Regions from separate parts of the Mus musculus genome. Here region 2 is linked to region 1. A link is a contact called in public promoter capture Hi-C data. All regions are on one chromosome and are shown on one strand. The core of a region is the stretch at or near the end of the contact, and the rest is flanking DNA. Distances in the headings are between cores, read along the strand shown. Region 1 holds the start of Pld6 (phospholipase D family, member 6). Region 2 holds the start of Cops3 (COP9 signalosome subunit 3).

What was found. Capture Hi-C pulls out chosen DNA fragments and counts their contacts.
Region 2: a contact with region 1 is called in a promoter capture Hi-C map of adipose tissue. The contact joins the promoter of Cops3 here to the promoter of Pld6 in region 1. A contact is called at or near these places in 3 of 39 promoter capture datasets (Sertoli cells and liver), 7 of 484 Hi-C or Micro-C datasets (cardiomyocytes, embryonic stem cells, liver and 1 more), 4 of 115 datasets of contacts at active chromatin or transcription factors (CD8 T cells, embryonic fibroblasts and embryonic stem cells) and 3 of 9 other capture datasets (adipose tissue, liver and pancreatic islet).

The regions. Positions count from the first base shown.
Region 1 is chr11:59,785,832-59,790,471 of GRCm38.p6, forward strand. It overlaps Pld6 (phospholipase D family, member 6), which reads right to left and starts at 1,826. Exons shown (of 2, transcript NM_001290283.1): 1 at 1,387-1,826. The coding sequence starts at 1,804.
Region 2 is chr11:59,837,316-59,841,955 of GRCm38.p6, forward strand. Cops3 (COP9 signalosome subunit 3) reads right to left here and starts at 2,452. Exons shown (of 12, transcript NM_011991.1): 1 at 2,355-2,452. The coding sequence starts at 2,409.

The DNA.
Region 1 (4,640 bases), core at 576-3,075:
GATGCCTCTCCAGAGCCTTCTGATCTATGTGTTTCCCCACAAACACCTGGTGGTACCAAATACTGGCACATTGTGCACTTGATGGAACAATCTGGAACTCAGCCAGCTGTGGCCAGAACATCAGTTGGAAGTTCTATCTGTGATGACATATTGGTTCTTTCCAAATCCGAGGGTTTGTTTTTTGGTTTTTCGAGACAGGGTTTCATTGTATAGCCCTGGCTGTCCTGGACCTCACTTTGTAGACCAGGCTGGCCTCGAACTCAGAAATCCGCCTGCCTCTGCCTCCCGAGTGCTGGGATTAAAGGCATGCGCTACCACGCCCGGCAGTGCCACCACGCTGAATCTGAGATTTTATGACTCTCCAAACTCTAAATACAGTGACATCAACCATGTCTGATACCTACTGTCCACCACCCAAAATGATGACCTGGCTGAAGGTCACTTTGTGACTGCCAGCAAGGGGACAGGGGCAGCTATCAGACTGACAGAGTGCTTCTGTGCTGCCCACGTGAGTGATACACAACAGGTCAGTGCTGCGGTGTTCTTCCTTCCCTATGAGGGATCTGGAAGCAGACCTGGTTTCCAAGGCTACACCATCCCCAGGATGTGGGAAGACAGGCCGTGTGGAGGAAATAAAAAGCCTCGAGAGCCCTACAAAGCCTGGACATCTCCCAAGGGCTCCCCTAGCCTGTCAGCCACTGTGGGCACAACGATTAGGCTAGGCAGGTGTGTGGGAGGGACATGGGGGCACTGACTCCTGCGTAATGAAGGGATCTAGCAGTCAAAGTTTGTGTTCCTCCAGTGCCAACCACTTGAAGGAAAACAAACAAGGGCCACAGGCCTAAGGGAGGATATTGTCACACCTGCTGCTGAGCTGTAGGCGGGCCAGACATACCTATGGGCCCAGAGGTGATCGCTGAGAAGCAAGTATTCGCCACACTGTAGGGTCCACTTTCCAATGATCACAGAGTCTAGTGGGAAACTCACTAATCAACACTGTCACTCCTACTCCCGCTGTGGTCACACAGCCGCTAAGGGTTTCTCAGTGTTGGCTGAGTTTAAACTGACTTAAGTTTTATCCTCCATGCCTTCACTTATGTCAGCCATCTCAGCCTAGAACAATCACAGAAATTAAGTCTAAACACACACGCCTCTAAGGTCAAGGTCAGAGCGTGGAAACTGGTGGGAATTGCCACATACCTTACTCATGGGGAGCCCAGACACGGAATATAACAGACTATGAACCTTGGCTCCTTGGCCCGCTCATCTCTGCCTGCCTGCCTCCACCTTTCTCCCTGAAATGCTACCTGCTCTGGACAAAGTCGGTAGGGGCATCAAGTAAGTCCTCTACCCCTCTGCCGGTGTGCACCCTCGGCGGCGGTTTACCTGCCTTGCGCAGCAGGCCGATCTGAGAGCCGTTGAGGGCCATGTAGTCGCAGTCAGTGATGACCCGCACGCGCACCCCACGCTGATGCAGCAGCTGCACTGCACGCCCCAGCTGCGGGCTGGAGAAGGCGAAGAGGCAGAGCTCCAAGCTGGAGCGGGCGGCCAACAGCGCGCGCAGCAGGCGGCTCAGTGAACTCTCGCTGTGGGGGAGGCTACACGGGCAGCCCGAGGGCCCGGGAGGCAACCCTGGGGCCTGCAGTAAAGCCTCGGTGCAGGTCACCTGTGAGGGGAAGAAGAGCACCTCGCGCCTTGGCCGCCGCCCAGCCAGCAGCCAACGCATCAGCCACGGCAGTGCCTCTAGGGCCAGCGCGAGACCCGCACCAGCCGCGAACACCAACCGCCAACTCGAGCGCCCCATGGCCGCCACCTCTAAGGTCAGCCGTAGCACCAAGCGCTTGCGCGCCCAACACGTGCCAGCCCGCCCCCAACTCCGGGTGTGCCACGCCCCCTTGCGGGGCCCGCCCCCAGCCAGGAGCTAAACTAGCGGTTGCACAGCTTTCCCAAGCTAGCAAAGAGCCCTTGGGGAAGCGCGCTCATTGGTGGACCAGGCTGGCCTTGAACTCAGAGATCTGCCTGCTTCTGCAGAGTGCTGGGATTGAAGGCGAGTACCTTCATTTGACTTCTTTTCCTATGTGTTTCCCATGAATTTCCTTCCCTTACCTGACTGCTCTAGAGTTTCTGCATCGCATTGAAAAGAAATGGGGATAGTGGGATGCCGTCTCCTGATTTTAATGGGATTTGCTTTGGGATTTTCTTCAATTACCATGTTGTTTGTGGATTTGTACGGTCTACAGGAAGGAGTTATGAACGGTACTATAAATATAGCCAATGGATAGGCCAGAGGCCTGCGGGAGAAGAACTTATTTGCTGCCAGTTTCCTAGGCCAAAATCATTTCTGTTTTCTAAAAACTTATATCCACAGATAAGTGCAGCTCTCACCCCTCATCAAAGAACTTCCTTTTCAACAGATGAAGACAATCAGAGTTCCACAACTGATCAGAATGCTGAGAATTCGCAACTGTGGGGATAGATTCCCCGCTTACGAGGTTTGGCAGCAGGTACTTTTGCTCATCCCCAACTGATACACCTGCATTGTAACCCAGACACCTAAGGCTAAGTATAATGGAAGAAGTGATGGAAAGACTATATGAACCAGAGGCTCAGGACACCCAGTGTTAGATAGTGTGCCCTAGACAGGGGAAACACACTCATGAACTTAGGTCCACAGTGGTCCACACTCAGCACCATGTCTTTTGTCCCTAATGATGCAGCAAGTTTTGCTCACTGTGAGATGAATTCAGAGCTGCCTCGGGTTGCGTTCCTACAGCTGAAACAGCAGACAATCAGAAGCTTTGACTGAACATAGGACAGTGACTGAACATAGGAGAATGTCACATGCTGGAAGACAGGAAGACCTCTGACCCAAAACTTAGAAGATACAGACAGACATCACTTTCTTCATCCCTCCAGGACCACCCAGGCCAGCATGGCTTCCTATGCTGAGCTCGATGGGGCACACACACACACCCCTTCCTGTTTTAAGGAGACCCTCTCATACCCATGCTCCCGATACTTTCCTCATCTGCAGAGACTGACCTATTTCCTGACGTTGGGCACCATTAGACAAACCGGTCTTATTCTGTAGCATAGCCTGGTTTAGATGGTCTCAGACTTACAGCAATCTTCTAGCCTTAGCCCTCAAGAACTGGCATTATAAGACTAAGCTGAGTCATCGTGCTCAGCCCTGTTAACAGTGAAGCACATACATAATGCAAGCCATGCTAGATTCTATTGTCCAGTGTCTGAATCCATCTGAGCCTGCAGGTGCACCCTATGATGCCTCCCTCAGCCCCACTGGTACACACGACACACAGTACACACAGTTGCATCTCCTCGATGGAACCGGATTGATTGATAGTATATCTGTCTTAGTGTTTTATCGCTGTGAACAGACACGATGACCAAGGCAACTCTCATAAGGACAACATTTAATTGGGGTTGGCTTACAGGTTCAGAGGTTCAGTCCATTATCATCCAGGCAGAAACATAGCGGCATCCAGGCAGGCATGGTGCAAGAGGAGCTGAGAGTTCATCATCTGAAGGCTGCTAGCAGAATACTTGCTTCCAGGCAGCTAGGAGGAGGGTATTAAAGCCCACACCTACAGTGACACACCTACTCCAAGAGGCCACACTCACTCCAACAGGGCCATAGCTTCTAATAGTGCCACTCCTTGGGCCAAGCATATGCAAACCATCACATTCCACAATCTGGCCCCAATAGGCTTGTTCAAACATATGGGGGCCATACTTAAACATAGCATAATGCAAAATACATATAGTTCAACTTCAAAGGTGCCCATAGTCTATAGCAGTCTCAACAATGTTAAAAGTCCAAAGTTCAAAGTCTCTTCTGAGATCCATCCAATCACTTAACTGTAATCCCCAAAGCAAGACAGGAAACCAGCTGGGCAAACTCCAAACTCTGCATCTCCATGTCTGATGTCAAGGTGGTCTTCAGATCTCCAGTTCCTTTTTCATCTTTGTTGACTGCAACAAACTTCTGTCTCCTGGGCTGGTTCTACTCCCTGTTAGCAGCTCTTCTCAGCAGATAGCCCATGGCTCTGGCACCTCAAACATCTTTGAGTCTCCAAGGCAACTTCAATGTTACAGCTTCTTGTTTCAATGTCTGGGATCCACCCATGATCTTCTGGCTTCTCCAGAAGGCTGGCGTCACTTTTCCAGCTCTGCCCTAAGCTCAGGTTGATCCACTCGACTACTGCTGCTGTTCTTGGTGATCATGCCATGGTACTGGCATCTCCAACACACTGGGGTATTCTGCTGCAACTAGGCTTCACCAATAGCCTCTCATAGACTCTCTTCATGGTGCCAAGCCTCAGCTCCTTTGCATACCCGCTTCAGTCCTGGGCCATCAACTGCAACTGAGGCTTCACCTTCACCAATGGCCTTCCATGGCCTCTCACAGTGCCGAGCCTCAGCTGCTCTGCATGACCCCTTCATGCCTTCAAAACCAGTACTACCTGGGTGACTCTTACACATTATCAAGTACAACTGCAGCAAGAGGTACAAATTTGACTATCTCTGGAACACAGCTTCTTTGTGCTCTCAGAAAACACTTCCCAGAAAGATTTCACCTCAGTGGTGCTGGTCTCTTCTTTGTCACCATTAATTCCTTA
Region 2 (4,640 bases), core at 1,202-3,701, 52 kb after region 1:
CCCTTTCACGTCTTAATTCCGAACATTATCACTTCTTGTATGGACTACTTGGCATATCTTCTAAATGGTATATATGTTTATTCCAAATTCTACTTCTTATTATGCAAACTCAATCAAATTACACTCTAGGCTTTAATAAATCCAAACACCCCAGCTCAGTGTCCAGAGCCAACTTAATAACTGGTTTCTACTGACTCACCTCCCGGTCATTCATCAACTTGGGCTCTTCTCTCTGCCCTCGCCATAATTTCATTCCCCACGACTCACTATCCACCTACTCTGTGCCCTCAATGTACTACAAGAGACTGTGGTGACCAGGTAACTCAAAGTGAATCCACGTGTAAGGGTCTACTGAGCAGCTAAGCAACAGCTCCTTGGACTGACTAGCCTCCAAACTGCTAAAAAAAAAAAAAAAAAGGGGCTGGTGAGATGGCTCAGCGGGTAAGAGCACCCGACTGTTCTTCTGAAGGTCCTGAGTTCAATTCCCAGCAACCACATGGTGGCTCACAACCATCCCTAACAAGATCTGACGCCCTCTTCTGGAGTGTCTGAAGACAGCTACAGTGTACTTACATATAATAAATAAATAAATCTTTAAAAAAAAAAAAAAAAAAAAAAAAAGTTCCACTTAATGGCATTATAGTGTGGCTAGGAGAAAAGACAGGTGGGTCTCTGTAAATTCCAGGCCAGCAGGATTACACAGTGAGACCCTACCTCCAAAGCAAACAAAAACCAAGTGCATGTTTACAGACAATCTACAAAACTAAAGAGAACCCTCTCCCATCCAGAGTCTATACTCCAGCTAGCCTCATTCTTTTCTCAGAAGCAACCCAGTGTTACCAGTGAACACCTTAAGGATCTAAAGACAGTCCACATGAATAGGAATACTCACCCATGCGCCATGCAGTCTATTTATTCACATAGATGGCACTGTGTTGTGTACACTATTAAGCATCTTTCTGCTATTTAATGATGACCTCAGATTCCTTTTCAGTTTGCAAAAAGTATATGCACTTTTCTTCCCACAGCTGCATAGGAATCCATTTGTACGGCTGTGCTGTAATTGTCTAATTTTAATTTTCTGTGTCTGTATGTGGTTATGTGCATGTAAGTGAAGGTGCGTGAAGAGACAGAAGAGGATGTTAGGTTTTGGGTCCCTTGAAGCTGGTGTTACAAGGGGTTGGGTGTCCACTAACAATGCCAGGAACTGAACTCTGGTCCTCTGAAAGAGTAGTACATGCTGAGAGCTGTTCTCCAGCTCCACTTAATTAACTTATTTAGAGACAAGGTTCTCATTGTGTAATGCTGGCTGGCCTTGAACTCAAGAGATCCACCTAACTCAGCCTCCAGAGTTAGGGGACTAAAGGAGTGCACGCCTATGCTCACTCCTTACTTAACTAGTCCTACCTGTATCGTATGGATGAATGACTTATTTAAAGAAAAAAAAAAATCACTCACAGGTGTCTATCTGGCCTGTGAGCTTAAGTCTATCACTGACAAGGAAAACGAGAATTACCATTTATTTTGCATGGTGTCATCATTTAAACCTTACAAGAGTTAGGTGGACAACTACCCGGACACACCTCATACCTCTCTTTTTCTACAGATGAAGAAACGAGCCTAACCTCACGGAATTTCCACATGTCAAAAGCATTTCTAACATGCTTTCTCCACTCCATTCCCTTAACTCTATTAAAGAGAGGTCACATTCTTCTGGCTCAAGATTATGGGTGTGTTCAAGTGACGAGATGAATGGACCAGACGGTATGCAAATTAAGGGGGGGAAATAAAGTAACAACTGTACGCCCTAGAGATGTAGTCCGACTACTGAAAGCTCCCTTGGAGCTCGGTTCGACCAAAATAGGGGCGGAGGATTCCGAGCGTGCGCCGCTGGCCAGCCAAGACTCACGCCTTCTAGCCAAGGAGCCTAGAAAAGACTCCCCTCCAGCCGCTAGAAGGGCCTGGTGGGGGCGGGGGGGCAGACCGGCAGGACGGACAGGACGCTAGACCAATCACCAAAAAGCAGTGATGGCCAAGGGACCAATGGGTGCTCCGGAATGCCCCTACCGGAAGTCACGCCCCCAAACTGTCAAGCGGCGCCCCGTGGCTGGGGCCCGGAGGGGGGGTGCTGGAGGGGGAGGGGAAGGAAAGTCTCCGGGGCCCGAGGCAGGGGAAGGCGACGGCAAGGACGACGGCGCACGACAGCACGAGGACTGCTCCCCTCGGCCGTGCGCTCCTACCCTAAGCACCAAGGCTTGAGCAGGTCCAGGGGGAGAGGCTAGAGAGCGAAGGGCGGTCCCAAATCCGCACCGGTGCCAGGGCATACCGGGCCAGCTCTGCGGCCCAGGCCTCACCTTGAGCTGAGAGCTGTCGGACACTGTTCACGAACTGCTCCAGAGCAGACGCCATGTTTCCCCCCGCTGGTGGCCCGAGCAACAGAGGTAAGCTCGCGCGGGAAAAAGCGACTGCTCTAGGAGGAGGGGCCCGGCGACCCACTAAAGCCTGGAGGCAGGTTGTGTCACTTCCGCCGGCCAAGCGCCGCGAGATCTTACCTGGCTGAGGCACCCCCTCCTGTCTCCATGGAAACAGTTCCGCTAGTCGCCGGAAGTCAGGTCCCCTCCCTCGCCTTTCATTGTAGTGCACTTGGGAAATCTCGTCTCATGTTAAATGGAAATAACGAAGAAAGGAAAGAATAACACTTAAGCACAAAATTTCTGGGCCCAGTTTTGCTTAGAATGACTGAACATTATTTTAAACCTAGCCACATACTTCCGACACGGCTCCATTGCCACTTCCGGAACATGTCACTAGAGAGCCATACTTTCTTCCAAAGGCAAGGGAAAATGACTCCTTTTGAAGGATGGGGAACTCGTTTTATAAGTTCCTAGGAATGGTGGCTTTTATCTAACGACCAGAAACCCTTCTGTATCTGAGGTTGTGCTCATTTCTGAACATACACAATGCCTGAGAACTAACAGCTTAGTGCTGGACAGTTTCCCAAGTCAAAGTGTAACATTAGGAAGGTTTTGAATTCTAAAGCTGAAAATTAAACACCAAGCAATTCCTCGGATTTCCAGGCTCCCCAGGTCTAGACTGAAGCAGTGATTTTTCTCATTCCATCTTTGGTTTCTTATATGACCATCATCTATCTGTAACAGTTAAACTCAGGTTAAACTTTCCCTCTGAAGCAAGCTCGGTAATCTAAGGCTAAGGGGTTCTGATAGATAGCACAGCACACTTTAGGTTCCTGCTTGGCTCGGAACTAATTTCTTTCCTAGGATTTCTAGTGCTGTAGCAAAGATGAGAAAAAGGTTACTTTGTATCACTTCATAAGATGAATGAAAGGCCTCAGGCAATGAGGCTTTAGAGGGAGACTCTTGAAAGCAACCGGGATCCAGGGTGTTAGTGTTACCGCTCTAAGGGGCAAGTTTTCCCTAATACAAGTGTTGCAGTTCCGAGGGGGCAATGCCAATGAATGTGTTACAGCTCCGGAAAGACTTCTCCAATGGAAGTATTACAGCTCTGAGGGGAGAGGTTGCTTGTGTGTAAGTGTGACAGCTGAAGGGAAAGTTATCCTGGCAGTCTGGAGCCAAGGAATGCCACAAAGTCACATGGCACATCAAACGTCACTCAAGAGATTGGGAGAGATAACAGAGGGTGCTGCCTCTCCTGGGAGAAGCAGCAGGGAATTGGTGAGGAGACAGGCTTATACAGAGTTTCATGGGGAAGGAGTTTTCCAGGGTAAAGATTTCCACGGTGAGGATTAGTGAGATTTCAAGCCAAACTCAAAGACTGGTGAGAGTTTGTGCTCAGGGATTCGTAGGTTTTGGAGCTGAGGAATTGGTGGGTTGGTGACAGGAAACGGTCACCAACAAGGATATTTAACCAGATTATAGGTTCCTGGTTTACAGTTGGAGATGGCACTACCCTCTGGAGGAATACTGCTTTATCTTCATCCTTCCAAGTGGTCAATGAACCACAGCTCCAAAGGGGGCAGAAACACCAGTACTAGTGGCATATCTAGTCATAACAAGAACTCTTTGCACACGTACTCACCAGTAAACCTCTATCTTGTTCCCAATATAGACCCACATATGGTTCTCTATAAGTTGACCGGGCATTACTATGGTCAAAGGGACTTTAGGGGTTGGACATCCCATTCTTTTGCTCATATAGCATCTTCATCTGTGGTCAAGCGGGTGGGCAACCACTCCCTGCTTGGATGGTATAGAGTAGTCAGGGATGAGCCAAGAGCCTGCATTTGTTGTCTCAGGGTAATGTTGCCCAACCCCTGTATGCTCTGATAAGGGGAGGCAGGAGTCCATAAAGGACAAGGGGAGAACCCTATGTGACTAGCAGGGCGAGACCTGATACCCAAGCAACTGGCAACAACTGGTCCCCAACCGGGGGACACTTAGTGAAGTCCACAACTGTGTTTTCAAATGGGGTTTCTCCAACACTCTGTACCCTTGAAGAGACATTAGGTCCCCAACTCAGGTTATTTTGGATACACATTTCACATTGTATACCACCTGGGCTGTGCTGGAGAGTCAAAGGATGTACAAAAGTCAGCTTAATAGGCCTTTATGAGCTTCCCAGATAAGGTGGGTCTTCTGGTGTAACTGACAAGACCTGAGACT